Linked DNA regions of Mus musculus: region 1 is linked to region 2. A link is a contact called in public HiChIP or PLAC-seq data. All regions are on one chromosome and are shown on one strand. Each heading gives the region's core, a stretch centred on a gene start, on an enhancer-like site or on the middle of the called end of the contact. The rest is flanking DNA. Distances are from core to core; before and after follow the strand shown. Region 1 overlaps Adgrg3 (adhesion G protein-coupled receptor G3). Region 2 has its middle 24 kb from the start of Gm30968.

The links. HiChIP or PLAC-seq counts read pairs in DNA pulled down with a chosen protein or histone mark.
Region 1: an H3K27ac HiChIP or PLAC-seq map of microglia shows a contact between it and region 2, with 5 times the contacts expected there. The contact joins two enhancer-like sites. A contact is called at or near these places in 16 of 39 promoter capture datasets (the 3T3-L1 cell line, 3T3-L1-derived adipocytes, the C10 cell line and 11 more), 4 of 15 datasets of contacts at CTCF or cohesin (CD8 T cells, the G1E-ER4 cell line, embryonic stem cells and 1 more), 1 of 484 Hi-C or Micro-C datasets (embryonic stem cells), 11 of 115 datasets of contacts at active chromatin or transcription factors (the 230-238 cell line, the HPC-7 cell line, T-cell acute lymphoblastic leukemia and 6 more) and 4 of 9 other capture datasets (adipose tissue, embryonic stem cells, liver and 1 more).

What each region holds. Positions count from the first base shown.
Region 1 is chr8:95,033,229-95,040,020 of GRCm38.p6, reverse strand. Adgrg3 (adhesion G protein-coupled receptor G3) reads right to left here. Exons shown (of 12, transcript NM_173036.3): 3 at 6,528-6,663; 4 at 4,925-5,071; 5 at 4,077-4,211; 6 at 3,541-3,580; 7 at 3,330-3,421; 8 at 3,083-3,195; 9 at 332-612; 10 at 78-171. Among named protein-coding and RNA genes, the nearest start is that of Gm51544, 16 kb to the right of the region's middle. Within about 2 kb of position 2,745, at least 139 of the 459 cell types and tissues checked have an H3K27ac peak or open chromatin away from gene starts, as enhancers often do. A contact at or near this core is called in the 230-238 cell line, CD8 T cells, the HPC-7 cell line and 6 more, where this site is marked.
Region 2 is chr8:94,948,793-94,955,788 of GRCm38.p6, reverse strand. No RefSeq gene overlaps it. Among named protein-coding and RNA genes, the nearest start is that of Gm30968, 24 kb to the left of the region's middle. Within about 2 kb of position 1,283, at least 104 of the 459 cell types and tissues checked have an H3K27ac peak or open chromatin away from gene starts, as enhancers often do. A contact at or near this core is called in the 230-238 cell line, CD8 T cells, the HPC-7 cell line and 6 more, where this site is marked.

The sequences.
Region 1 (6,792 bases), core at 1,496-3,995, 83 kb before region 2:
CCTACGACCTCTTCCTCTCCCTCCCTCCAGTGAAACCAAAGGCCCCCATACCCTCTGCTCCCCTCAGCCCCACTCACAACTCCAGTGATGTGCGGTTCTCCTGGTCGCGAATGGTGTAAACTCCATAACTGTTGCTACTTCCAGCACCAATAACTACAAGAACAGGCAGGCCTGTGGACAAGGGGGAGGGGGCGAGTTGGCATTGCCAGTGTCCCCTTGATGGAGATTGCCTCCTGTTCCTCCAGATATCCATTGCTTGAGCTTTGGGCTTCCCTAGGCTCTTCCCTGTCAAACCCTCCAGCCTTCCTCTACTCCTCCAGCCTGTGCCTACCCCAGGCCAGCAGGCTCAGCTTCAGGAAATAGTGTCCAAAGTAGGTATTGAAGACTCTGATGGCCAGCAGGTAGAGGTGGAAGGCCTCCAGACCCATCCAGGTGAAGACACAGAGCAGAAAGTAGTGGAAAATGGCAGCTCGGACCCAGCAGGAGGCTGGGGGGCCTTGGGAGCTGCTCCCCACATTGATCAGGAAGGTAAGATTCAGGAGAAACAGGCTGATGCTCAGAGCCATGTGGATCTTAGGGGCATCTTCAGACTTGAACCTCTGCAGAGAGAACCTGGAAAGAATGGCTAGTGAGCAGGCCTGAGGAGCCACAGCCTATACGTGGTGCTCAGGCTGATCCATCTTCCTGCCTCGGTCCCGTGCCACCCACCATCAGCTGCTATCACCCTCATGGTCACTCCTGCCTGACCGTTCAGTTCCCACCTTTGCTAGGAGTCAGTGTGCAAACTCTTAGGTGCTAATCCACAAGCCCCTTCGTGGCTCTCTGGGCTCTGTGGATGCTCGCTGGGTCCTGCCAGCCTCACTGTTTGACAGATTCCTTAGATAAATTGTGTAACTGAGGAATTGACACTGAGGGTGGAGACTGTGTTCTCTACCAGTACTTGGCGGGGTGGGAGTGAGGAGGGGTGACATGGGTGTAGCTCCCAGGGGCTGAAGCCCAGGGCTTCTTAGTGACTGAGGCACAAAGGCACAGGGGAGGGACAGTAGGGATCCCTGGACTGGAAAATGGGAAGCCCAAAGATGTTCCAGGTGACAAAATTTGGAGCTGTGACGAAAGGATGGACCATCTAGTGATTGCCATATGCAGGAATCCATCCCATAATCAGCTTCCAAATGCTGACACCATTGCATACACTAGCAAGATTTTGCTGAAAGGACCCAGATATAGCTCTCTCGTGTGAGACTATGCAGGGGCCTAGCAAACACAGAAGTGGATGATCACAGTCAGCTATTGGATGGGTCACATGGCCCCCAATGGAGGAGCTAGAGAAATTATCCAAGGAGCTAAAGGGAACTGCAACCCTATAGGTGGAACAACAATATGAACTAACCAGTACCCCGGAGCTATTGACTCTAGCTGCATATGTATGAAAAGATGGCCTAGTCGGCCATCACTGCAAAGAGAGGCCCATTGGACTTGCAAACTTTATATGCCCCAGTACAGGGGAATGCCAGGGCCAAAAAGGGGGAGTGGGTGGGTAGGGGATTGGGGGGGGGGTGGGTATGGGGGACCTTTGGGATAGCATTGAAAATGTAAATGAGGAAAATACCTAATTAAAAAAAAAGAATGTTCCAGGTGGGTTCCAGTAAGCCTGGGCTCTAGGGGATAAGGATAGGCAACGATGAGCAGAGGCTGAACCCACAGGCTCCTTCAACTCAGCAGGTCTGAGGGTTTCTTGGTCAAATCCTGGCTCAGGACAGCCAAGTGACAGCACTATCTGGTCCTGTTTCTTTCCTGTGCCTGCTTCTTTTTGGAGAAGCTCATGTATCCCAGAAGGGGCATCCTTCCCCACACTTAGCCACAAGTAAGTGGCTTTGTCCCTTGTCACTTAAATGCATGAGTAGTCAAATGGCCAGCCTGTGTGTTCTACCCTGTAACCATAGTGGTCCAATTGGTCCTTGGCTTGTGATCAAAGTCAGACCCTAAAACAACTGAGTATTCATAAGCTAAACATGCACACACATGGAACACCCAGCATCTCAGGGGTATGAACCCTAGAGTCCTGTGCCCACAGGGACCACACACTTGGCTAATAGTCAACCATCTGTTGCAACTAGGACTACTCTGAACACTGGGCCATGTAGTTTTATTTAGACAGGACCTTGCAAACCATATCCCCACCATACACCACACACACACATACATGTGTATATATCCCCACCATACACCACATCCATATCCCCACCATACACCACACACACATATACATGTGTATGCCCATGCGTGCACATGTGCACATACACTATACACATGTGCACACACGCATATACATGTGTACACCCATACTACACACACACACACACACACACACACACACACACACACACGATCTCCAAAGTGGTGGAGCTGAAGGGGTCTTGAGACTACTTAGCTATTCTCTGCCACTGCCAACTTCCTGGCTTTGATGATATGCTATAGTTACATACGACATGACACTTGGGGAAGTTCCAGGAAGGAACCACAGACTGTCTGTGCTATTTTTGCAATTTTCAGTTAGTCTATAATTATTTCGAAATGTTTGTTCTCAAAGCCTTCAACTCTGGGGCTTCACTTTTGCTTGAATATCTAAGGAGCTGGGACCTGAGCCCGAAGTTCTCCAGGCACCAGGGTGAAATTAACATCCTGAGAGGAGAGAGAGCAAGCTGTGTAAGGAGAGACCAATCCCAGGGCAAGCTGTGAAGGGAGGGACCAATCCCAGGGCAAGCTGTGAAAGGAGGGACCAATCCCAGGGCAAGCTGTGAAGGGAGGGACCAATCCCTGGGGCTTCAGCTGGAGTCTTTAGTTCTTTCCCTGCCTGGAGGCCACATGATGTGAGTTTCCTAGTTCCACAAATCACTCATGCCCTGCGTGTTGGCCAATCTGAGTTGAATTTCTGCCTCTTTCAACTTCAACCCTATGTCCTACATTCTCAGAGAGCACACAAAAGGCCAGAGAAGACGATGAGAGGCCACAGAACAAAGACATCTTATCCCTATCCTGTACCTCCTTGAGGGCAGGAGGAAAAGGAGATGTCTTCACTCACCTGAAGGCAACATAGAGCACCATGGTGAAGGCCAGGAAGATCATGGAGACGGCACTGCCTGCCTGGGAGATGCGAGTGAGAGTCTGTGCCGTGGCCAGGTCCAAGATCGGCCTCTGTAGATGACCCCAAGTTCTGATCACATCACTGATGGGCCAGACCCACACATCTCCCAAACCCCAGCCAGCCCAGGCAGCCTCTCCCAGGGACAGAAGCTGGACCACTGCAATCAGGATGGATGGGCTGTTACCAGCAGCAAGGCGAAGAAGGTCAAGTGGTCGCAACGGCAGACAGTTCTCCCATCCCCGGGCACCGTGGAGCAGCCGTGGGAATCCCAGTCTCCTGTGGCCCACAGCAAAGTAAGAGCAGAGGAGGAGGGAGGGAGAGCCTGCCTCTGCCCTCACCCTCTGCCCCGTGGAAGCTTGCTCCTTTCTCATTCTAGAAACGTCTTCCAAACCTACCTTTAGCCATATCCCAGAATACACAGGTGAGGATCACGTTCTGAAACCAGAGAGTGGGAGTCAGAAGAGGAGGGAGGCAGGAAAGGGGGAGAGAAGAGAAGACGGGGCACCACCAGGGGTCTTGCCCTAAGAGGAAGCTCTCTGTAGCTTACATGGGGAGATCGACTCCATCGGTTGATGCTCCCTGGACCACTGTGCATGTAGGGTATACAACATGTATGGCACAAGAGGGTCTGCCTGTCTGTGCGTGCATGCCTGTCTTCAGGATCATTGCCTGGCAGGGGTGGAAAGCATGTATGCAGAGGGGTTCCCCAGGTCCCCACACATTTATGAACATGGGGTGGGAGGGTGTAGGGGGCACGTGTGTTCACGTGTGCAGGGCAGACAGATGTCTTTGGGCATTAACTGCATGAGCCAGATGGTTTCTTCTGCATGCACTTAGAAGGGTAAAGGGCACAGGGTCCCATGTGTGGCTTCTCAGAGCTCATGCACGGTATGCTCCACAGTAACTGCCAGGCCCCAGGCAGAAGACTCACAGGTGGTTGACGCTCATGGGAGAAGGTGATCTCTACAGGTTCCGACAGCCCGGTGGCGTGCATCTGGCCCACGCTCAAACCCACCATGCGGTTGTTCAACACGCTGCTGCCCTTGTCCTCAAGGAGCTTGGGGCCCTGAGAGGAGATTGGCAGGAAGCTAGCTATGGGATGGGCTGACCTTACCTGCCCTATCAAGGGGTCTTGGTAACTCTAAGACATGCCCTAGCCTGGGACATTAGGGGATCAGGGAGCCAGGGGCCACAGGCACCCTTCCTCCTACTGCTTTCTATAACACACTTGGGTGGGGCTAGGCAGGGCTGGCCTCTAGGTTCTATACTACCTTACTGAAAAGCCACCTTTGAACTGGAAGAGCTTGAGGCTAAGATCAGCCAGGAAATGAGGTCAATGCCAGTGAATGCCTCTAGGGGACAAGTGCTTCTAGATCCAAGGGAGCATATATGTAAACTTACATGGATGGGCACATGCCTCAGGAGCACACATCTGGCAGGCACTGGCAAGGGATAGTCATGTTTACCCATGTAAGCACAGTCACATCTGAGCACACCTGATTAAATGCACTCAGGAATATAGAAGGGTGTGTGTGTGTGTGTGTGTGTGTGTGTGTGTGTGTGTGTGTGTGTGTATGCATGTGCAAGAACATACAATCATGCATGTGCACACCTGGACATCATACACAGTCAGCAGGTGCTGATGTCAGGGTATCAGAATAGTCTTCAGGCCACAGACTGTAGAAGCAGTTCTTGGATGACCTGGCTGCCTTTGAGACAATCTCAGGGACCCTGAGCATTTAATACTGCAGCTTCCTGGGCTCCCAGCAAGCCTCTTACCTTAAAGACATTCCCTGCACCAATGTCTAGAACAGTTATGGCCAACCGGACTGCAGACCTGTTGCCAGGCAGGGCTCCAAACAGGCTCTTGGGAAGTCGGACTCCATCAGCAGGCTCGTCCTCACCCTGCATCACCTGCCTCGGGATCTGTAAGCATGGATCCAACAGCTCCCAACTCCCCCTTAGGATGCCAGCCCCAAGACAGATGCCACTACCACTCCAGTTGGGAGGAAAACTGTAGCAGGCCAAGTGGAGGGACAGCATCTGAGGACTTTTTAGCTCAGGGCTGGGGCACAGAGCACCTGGCTCAGTCCAGCCTCTGCTCCTTATGTTCTTGTCCCTTGGACAAGCATTAACAGTGGAGCCCCAGTTTTCCCATCACAGGAATCAGTAGAGCATGTCTACATTGGTACAGACACACTCTGCTTTTAAGTGTGTGTGTGTGTGTGTGTGTGTGTGTGTGTGTGTGTGCGCACGTGTGCACACGTGCGCGCACAATGAGGGATGTCCCAGAAAGAAGTGAGAGGAGAGTGGTGTGGGGGACTCGTGCTTACCTTGGCTGGGAAGCCCCTCCTGCCCAACAGTGAAGCGATTTAGAAACCAAGCATAGTTAGAACGTTAGAACAAACCTCTGCAGAAATCACCAGGCATTCTTTGTCTAGTGTCTGACCTCCTGGGCACCCTAGAGCTTCAGCCTGCATACACTAGCTCCCTGCTTCAGATGGATCCATGCTCATGGGACCAGGGGACCAGGGGTTGGGGCTGAAGCCCCAGTTTTCACCTTCCAGGTCTAGATCTTGTCAAAAAGGATGCATAGGTGATGTCTTGGCCCAGTGAGGCTCCTACCTAGAGGGCACTGCATCATAAGAGGCTCAGCCAGCTCCCTGGACCTCTACCCTCAACTTCCTCTCTGCAGGGATGCCCTGGACTTGTTGAGCCCTCGCTAGACCAAGAATGTCTTGGTTTTAACTCAGATGTTCTTTCCAATATGTTTATGGCTTGTTTTATTTTGTTGTTGTTTATATTTCTCTGGTTTGTTTTGAGAAAGAAGCTGTGCTGGCCTGGAGCTCAGGAGCAAGCCTCCTGCCTCTGCCTCCTGGGTGTTGGGAGGATAAGGATGCCTCATTCTTCTTGGTTTCTGACACTCTTGAAAGTGGGCAATACTCTCATCGTTTACACGTGAGAAAACCAAGGATCAGAAAAGTAGATGCGCCCACAAAGACAATGGCTGGTAAGGGCAGAGATGGGATTTAAATCTGGGCCAGCATATATGTAGACTCCTCCCACTCCATCTCTCTGAGGCCAAGCGTGCCCTTACTCTGACTTCACATGTGTGTTCTGGCAGAGAGGTTAATGGACAATTTAGGGTTGGTAGAATCCAGAGATTCATCTCCAGGTGGGGACCCGAGGACTCTAGGAGAGAGGAGACTCCCAGAGGACATCAAGGGCAGTGATAGGAGGACTGGTTCGTGGACCTCCCAGCATCCTGGCTGCTAACCCACCACCATTCCGCTCATGCAGTTAATCCACTGACTGCAATGCTGCATAGGACTTAGGAGGGATGGGCACCAGCAGAGGTCTGAGCCAACAAGAAGCTCTTCACCTGGGAAAGCATCAGAGAGTACAGCAGGTCTTCTGAGACATCCGTGCTGATGTTCTGGATCAATGCCTTAACAAAAGGCATGTCCACAGTCTCCATGGAATTCTCCAGCAGGTAGGACTCATAGTTCAACCAGTATCTGTAAAGGGAGCAAGGGATTGGGGGGGGGGAGGAGTTTACAGACTGAGCCATCCAGGCTCTTGGGGTGATAGCTAATCCAGAATACCAGAGACCCTGGGCTCTTAAGGTAAAGAAGAGCGACTTGGGA
Region 2 (6,996 bases), core at 34-2,533:
CAGGAGGATGAGTTTAAAGCCTGCTTCAGCTACACAGCAAGTTCAAGTTCAAGTTCAAGCAGTCTGTGCTGGGACAGGGGGACCATAAACAACCTTCCACTGCAGCCCAGACAGTGAGGACCCCTGATGACATCTTTTAAGAACAGTGGTCATGGGACACTAGGACTGCTTGGTGATAGCATGATATGAAAGGCAAGCCAAGGTCAGAGGCTGCCTGAGTAGAGAGCTCTCAATGCAACAGTCACTTCCACCCAAGGACATCAAGTCATGCAAAGGACTTACAAAGGACCACTAAAGGTGTGCCTTTTTAAACATCCACACAGATCCATTTTTATTTCTTATTTCTTTGGGTTTTTAAAAGACTTTTAATTTAAAATATATGTGCCTATACGTCTGTATGAGCAACGCATGTGCCACATGAACGCAGGATCCCACAGAAGCCAGAAGAGGGTGCCAGAGCACCTGGAGCGGCCCAATGTGGCTATGAGGAACTAAAACTAAGCTCCTATCTTCTGGGAGAGAAGCAAGTGCCTTTAACCACAGAGCCATTTCTCCGACCCCTAGAGAGTCCCTTTCTAAATGATTCATCACTAATCGCTAGTGCTCTCCCCCTCACTGTTTAAATATTTGCTCATACTCCAAGTTTCATTCCTACAAAAGAGGAGGAAACTGTGGGCCACTTAGGGTTCCTGCCCTTGTATTTCCCTTCTCCCTGTCCTGTCGACTGAGCCCTTCCATTCCAGCTATAAGGAGCCCTGTGACAGGAGTGGGCGTCACACCAGAGAGGTGTTGACCTTCACCCTGATAGAAACGGCTCTTCTGGGAGCAAGCAGTTTCCAGACTGAGGAAGTTCAGGCTGCTACTCTTATTCAAACCTCCTTTTGCATGTTTCGAGAGATTCGGTTGTGTGTCTGTGCTTCCCCATAGACTGCCTGGTCTTGGCTGTGCAGAAGGCACCCAGCTGAAGCATTCACAGAAGCCGTTTTTCTCCCTGTGGGCGATGTTGGGGATTTGTACTTTGCCGTTACTTTAATTGTTTTTTCTATTAATGTGTGTGTTGTAGGGATGATGTGTGTGGGCATGGGGTGGTCATAGAAGCCACCGGATGCAAGTGGAGGTCAGAGTCCGTTCTTACCTTCTGCCTTTGTGTGGTCATTTGTGGTATTATTTGGCTCTGGTCCCAGGTAGCTGGGATTCCTGTTACAGTCCCTTGCATGGCAGGTCTGTGAGGATGCTGTAACTGCCATGCAGCTTGTGTGGCCACGTGCCCCTCTGTCAGAGTCTGCGACTACAATGACTGTGGCCGAGTTCCAAGATGCCATTCCCACTTCGTCAGTCCTCACTGGACCCCACAAGGCACAGCTTGGGCTGGTGTTCTTGGTGTCCAGAGTTCAGTAGCTCCGGGATGCTTACAGGAGGGTTGTGGCACCACAGGGCTTTAGTGTGAGCCTGAGTGAGAGGGTAACGTGGATTCTGCTCCTCACCCTTTGGTTTTACGTTGGCTGTTGTGACTGCTTGTCACTGCCTCAGCATTAAAATGCCAGAAATGACCTAGTCATTGCTCTCTTCCCTGACCTGGCTCCCAAGCGCCCCCCTCCCTCCATCACTTATCACAGTGAATTCTGTTTTTGCATCTGTCTCAGCCAGCTGCACAGCCTCACAGGAGATACATCTGAGTTTATATCCATTTCCTGTCCTGTGTTTGACTGTAGCAAACCCAGAGAAGAAGTATCTGTAGTGGTGGCAACTCTGCACAACTAACCTGCTTTGTCCCAAGTCACCCACACTTCCATAGGCAGGCCTTAGCTGAGCCTCTTGCAGGGGTGTGGCTCAGCACCCTACCATGGAGATGTCAGAGTTGTGTGGTGACAAAGAGGACTTGAGGACACAATAAGTCTGGGCTGAGTTAGGTTCTGTCGGGGACAAACCTAAACCCAGCAGTCAACCACCTCACTGGCGACCTCATCAGGGACTGGGTGAAAAGGGACTTTCCACTGAGTGCTAACCCTGTGCCTGACACATCTCCTCCTTTGGGTAGAAACTCACCATGAAGTTCTCCAAGGGGAAACCGCTCTAGAGCAAGAGACAGGTACTAAGGCTTGCTCTGGGTGGAGACCGTTCTGGCTGGTCAGTGGGCTCCTGAAGTTCTCTGAAAGGGTCTTGAAGAGGATAGGATGAAGGGAGCAAATCAGCATGAATACACACACACACACACACACACACACACACACACACACATACACACACATATATATACATACATATATATGCATATATACATACATACACACAGAGATAGATAGATAGATAGATAGATAGATAGATAGATAGATAGATAGATAGATAGATAGATAGATAGATAGATGAACATATATGCATCTTAGGGTAAGGTCATTATTTGCCCTGGAGAGAAAGAACACCATACACAACACTTGTTTACCTCTCTCTCCTGGGATCCTGTTTTAATCAGGGTTTCTACTGCAGTGATGAAACACCATGACTAAAATGCAAGTTTGGAAGGAAAGGGTCCATTTACCTTCCACTTCCACATCACTGTTTACAACTGAAAGGAGCAGGACAGGAACTCAAACAGAGCAGGATGCTGGAGGCAGGAATTGATGCAGAGGCCACGGAGGGGTGCCACTTACTGACTTGCTTTCCCTGACTTGCTCAGCTTGCTTTCCTGTAGAACCCAGGACCACCAGCCCAGGAATGTCTCCAGCCACAATGGGCTGGGCTCTCCTCCATCAATCACTAATTAAGAAAATGCCTTTCAGCGGGATCTTAAGAAGGCATCTTCTCAATTGAGGTTCCTTCCTTTCAGATAACTCTAGTTAGTGCCAAGCTGACATAAGACTAGGCCATACAACTGACCCCTTGTCAACTTGACACTCAAACACATCACCATTAAGTCACACCTTTCCTTTCTTATTCATTCTCAAGGTCTCACATTAAAACTTAAATAACTTTAAAAGTGCTACAGACAGGCTGGAGAAATGGCTCAGTGGTTAAGAGCACCAACTGCTCTTCCGAAGGTCCTGAGTTCAAATGTCAGCAACCACATGGTGGCTCACAACTATTCGTAATGAGATCTGATGTTCTCTTCTGGAGTGTCTGAAGACAGCACAATATAGTTACATAATAAATAAATAAAATTTAAAAAAGTGCTACAGACTTTACAAATTCAAACATTAAAATTTCAGTCTATTTAAAATATCCAATCTCTCTAAAAATCCAAAAATCTCTTTTAAAAGCTCAAAATCTTTCAGCTGGGATCCTTTAAAAATCAAAATTAAGTTAAATACCTTCTTCAAGAGGGAAGACCCAGAGCAGAGCCACATCTGAACCAAGAAAAACCAAACTCCAACAATATAAATAACTCAATGTCCAGTTATCTGGGCTTCACTCACGATCTTCTGGGCTCCTCAGTGAGCTTGGATCACTTCTCCAGTTCGGCCCTCTGCAGCACACACAGCTTGTCTTCCAGGCTCCAGCTGGCTCGACTCCACAGCTGATGCTGTTCTTGGTGCTGACATCCCATGGTACTGGCATCTCCAAAAAGCTGGGGCCTTCTGCTTCAACTGGGCTGCACTTTCACCAATAGCCTCTGTTAGGCAATCTTCATAGTGCCAAGACGTGTCTTCTCCACAAGGCTCCTTCATTCCTGCCATCAACCGCTGCTGAGGCTGCACCTTCACCAATGGTGGCTCCTGGCCTCTCACAGGGCCAAGCCTCAGCTGCTCTCCATGGCCCCTTTAAGTCTTTAAAACCAGTACCATCTGGGTGACTCTTAGACTATCTCTGTCAGTGCCAGAGTAGTGTATCTCAGCTGTCAGCTTGAGGGACAACTTTCAGGAGCACAGCTTCTGTGTGCTGACCCTGAGGAAACACTTCCCAGATTTTACCTCCAAAGATGCTGGGCTCTTCTTAACCATAGCTGAGACTCTTCAGCCCCAGCTGATCCCAACGACAGAATCTCAATTCAAAATAGCAAATGGTCCTGATAAGAGTCTCTAGTCTTCCCTCTGAAACGTCACAAGCCAGACTTCCATCCTCCACATTGCCCTCAACACTCTTATCTTCCAAGCTCCCACAGAACAGCCCACGGAGCGAGCCCTCAACACTCAATAATGGCTTTTCTGACCCAAAGTTGCAAAGTCTTTCCACAATCCTCCCTGAAACATAGTCAGGTCTGTTGCAACAATACCCTGCTATATGGGTTTCAACTTGTGTTAGGGCTTCTATTGCGGTGATGAAACACCATGACCAAAAGCAAGCTGGGGAGGAAAGGGTTTATTTGGCTTATACTTCTACATCACTGTTCATCACTGAAGCACATCAGGACAGGAACTCACACAGGGCAAGAACCAGGAGGCAGGAGCTGATGCAGAGGCCATGGAGGGGTGCTGCTTACTGGCTTGCTTCCCCTGGCTTGCTCTGCCTACTCTCTTATAGAACCCAGCAATGCAAGTCACAAAGGACTGTGTCCTCCCTCAATCAATCAGTAATTAAGAAAATGGCTGGCAGGGTGGATTGGAGGCCAGCCTGATCTACAAAGCGAGTTCCAGAACAGCCAGGGCTACACAGAGAAACCCTGTCTCAAAAACAAACAAACAAACAAACAAACAAAATAGAAAGTGTCTTACAGCTGGATCTTATGGAGGCATTTCCTCAGGTGAACTTCCGCCTTTCAGATAACTCTAGTTTGTGTGTCAAGTTGACATATGACAAGCCAGCACAGACCCCATCAATTTCATGGGCCAACCTATAAACCTCAAGGCACCCAAAACCTTGGTCCTGCCCCTGCCTGCCATCTTCCTTCAAAATCATCTCTGCGGGGGCGGGAGGCACTTAGCATCTCCTGACTGACTGCTCACAGCCAGTCAGGGTCTGTCACTCCTCTCTGCAGCCCCTCTGCTGGTTCCACTCACTGCTGGGGTGCACTCCTGGACACGGAAAAAGGATCTCCTTAGACAATGACCTTCAGTTTCTCCCACTGCCCAGGTTGTGCCATCTAACCCCTCTGATTTCCATGTCTCCTTCCATCATGGGTCCCCTATGGCTGAACAGGGCCTGGCTCAGCAGAGGTACTCTCGGTATGACGGACAGAGATGGGGCAATTGGACAGGTGTCTGATGGACCCATGAGTGAGTATTTAACTTCACAGGACGGACACACATAGGATGGACAGACAAATGGAGGGGGGGAGAGGGTAGATGGATAGTAAGTGGGAGACAATGGATGGGTAGAAAATGAATGGGCAGCTGAGCTAATGGAAGAATAACAGAGTCATGGCCGGATAGATAGATAAATGAATGGATAAAAGAATGGACAAGCATCAGAACAAATAGAGAGCCACTGTCCTTCCTTAACAGAAATCACATCAAGCCAGAACCCCAAGGGCACCCTCGTTAGAGATGCCCTACCAGGCAGACAGCAATGTGCTTCTCCTTTGCCCTAAGCAGCTTCTGGTACACAAAGGCAGACGGCCAATACTGACCCCTGGTGGTCACTATGAGAATAACCACTCCAGAGCCTGGCCTTTGCAGTCCTGGAAAGTCTCAGCCAGCTGGACAGTGGTAATGGAGCTGCAGAGTAGACTGATGGCTCTACCCAAGCAGGCAGGCTCCGAGACAGTGTGCTGCAGCTGCAGGGTACTGCATTGGTACCATTGTTCCCTCATACCCCAAAGGACATGCGCTTGGCTAAGAGCTGTTAGAGGATGCCTGAAGAGAGCTGCCAGGAATGTCGAGACCGGTGCCCAGCAGTCTAGATGACAAATCCAAAGGCTTACCAAATGGGTCAGTGGGCCTGGTGCCTCACATCTTCCTCTCTCTGGTCTTTCATACCATTCTGACGCCTCAGCCAGATGCAGATATGAAGGCAGAATCTCGGAGAGGCACAGAGGCTTGCCAAGCCAAGGCAAGCAGGTGGCAGTCGAGATTTGAGCCCAGCTTTCGTAGGATCCATGCCTATACCGGCAAGCCCCAGGGGAATCGCTGTCCTGGGGGCTCACTCACACCCTCCCTATTCCAATAGGGATTCAGAGTCAGGCTTGGGTCTCAGCATCAGCAAGAAACTGTGGGACCTCGGGTAAGCCGCGTTACCGCTCTGAGAGTTCCAGTTTCCTCCTGTGAGTTAGTTGATGCATATTATTTCACAAGTCTATCGTGAAAAGCAAATGAGCTGATAAAATATTTATAGACAATCTGATACATAGAATGTTTTTCTTTGAGGGAAGATCTTGAATTCTAAAAGTAGAGATGCCTAGGACTGAAAAAATGACTCGGCAGTTAAGAGTAATGGTTGCAGAGCCGGGCGTGGTGGCACACACCTTTAATTCCAGCACTTGGGAGGCAGAGGCAGGCAGATTTCTGAGTTCGAGGCCAGCCTGGTCTACAAAGTGAGTTCCAGGACAGCCAGGGCTATACAGAGAAACCCTGTCTAGACAAACAAAAAACAAAAAACAAAAACAAACAAAAAAGAGTAATGGTTGCTTTTTCAGGAGACCTGAGTTGATTCCCATTGCGCATGTCAGACAGTTCACGACTCATGTAACTCCAGCTGTAATGGATCTGATGCCCTCTTCTGGCCTCCAGAGGAGACTGCACCCACATGCACATGCCCACACATAATCACCTAGTGTAAAATAATAATAATCCTTAAAAGTCATAACAATTCTCTATTCCATGCTATCTTTTATCATATTTCAAAAACTCAGCAAAAATATGGGAATCTAGTGTTTGCACACCACACATAAGGATCCTGAGCACCGTGTGGATCAAAGAACCGAGGGAGCAGAAGGGTGGGGACAGGAAGGAAGAAAAAGCAGCAGCCTCCATCTCCACCAGCAAATAGACCACAAATTCCCAGGGCTCCCCTCTGCCACCCAGAATGCTGTGCTGCCGCCTTGCTTTGCCTGAATAGCTCACTTAGCATAAACTTATTTCTTCTTGGTTTAAAGGGTATTAGGCTGTGTTCTCTGGGACTTTGATC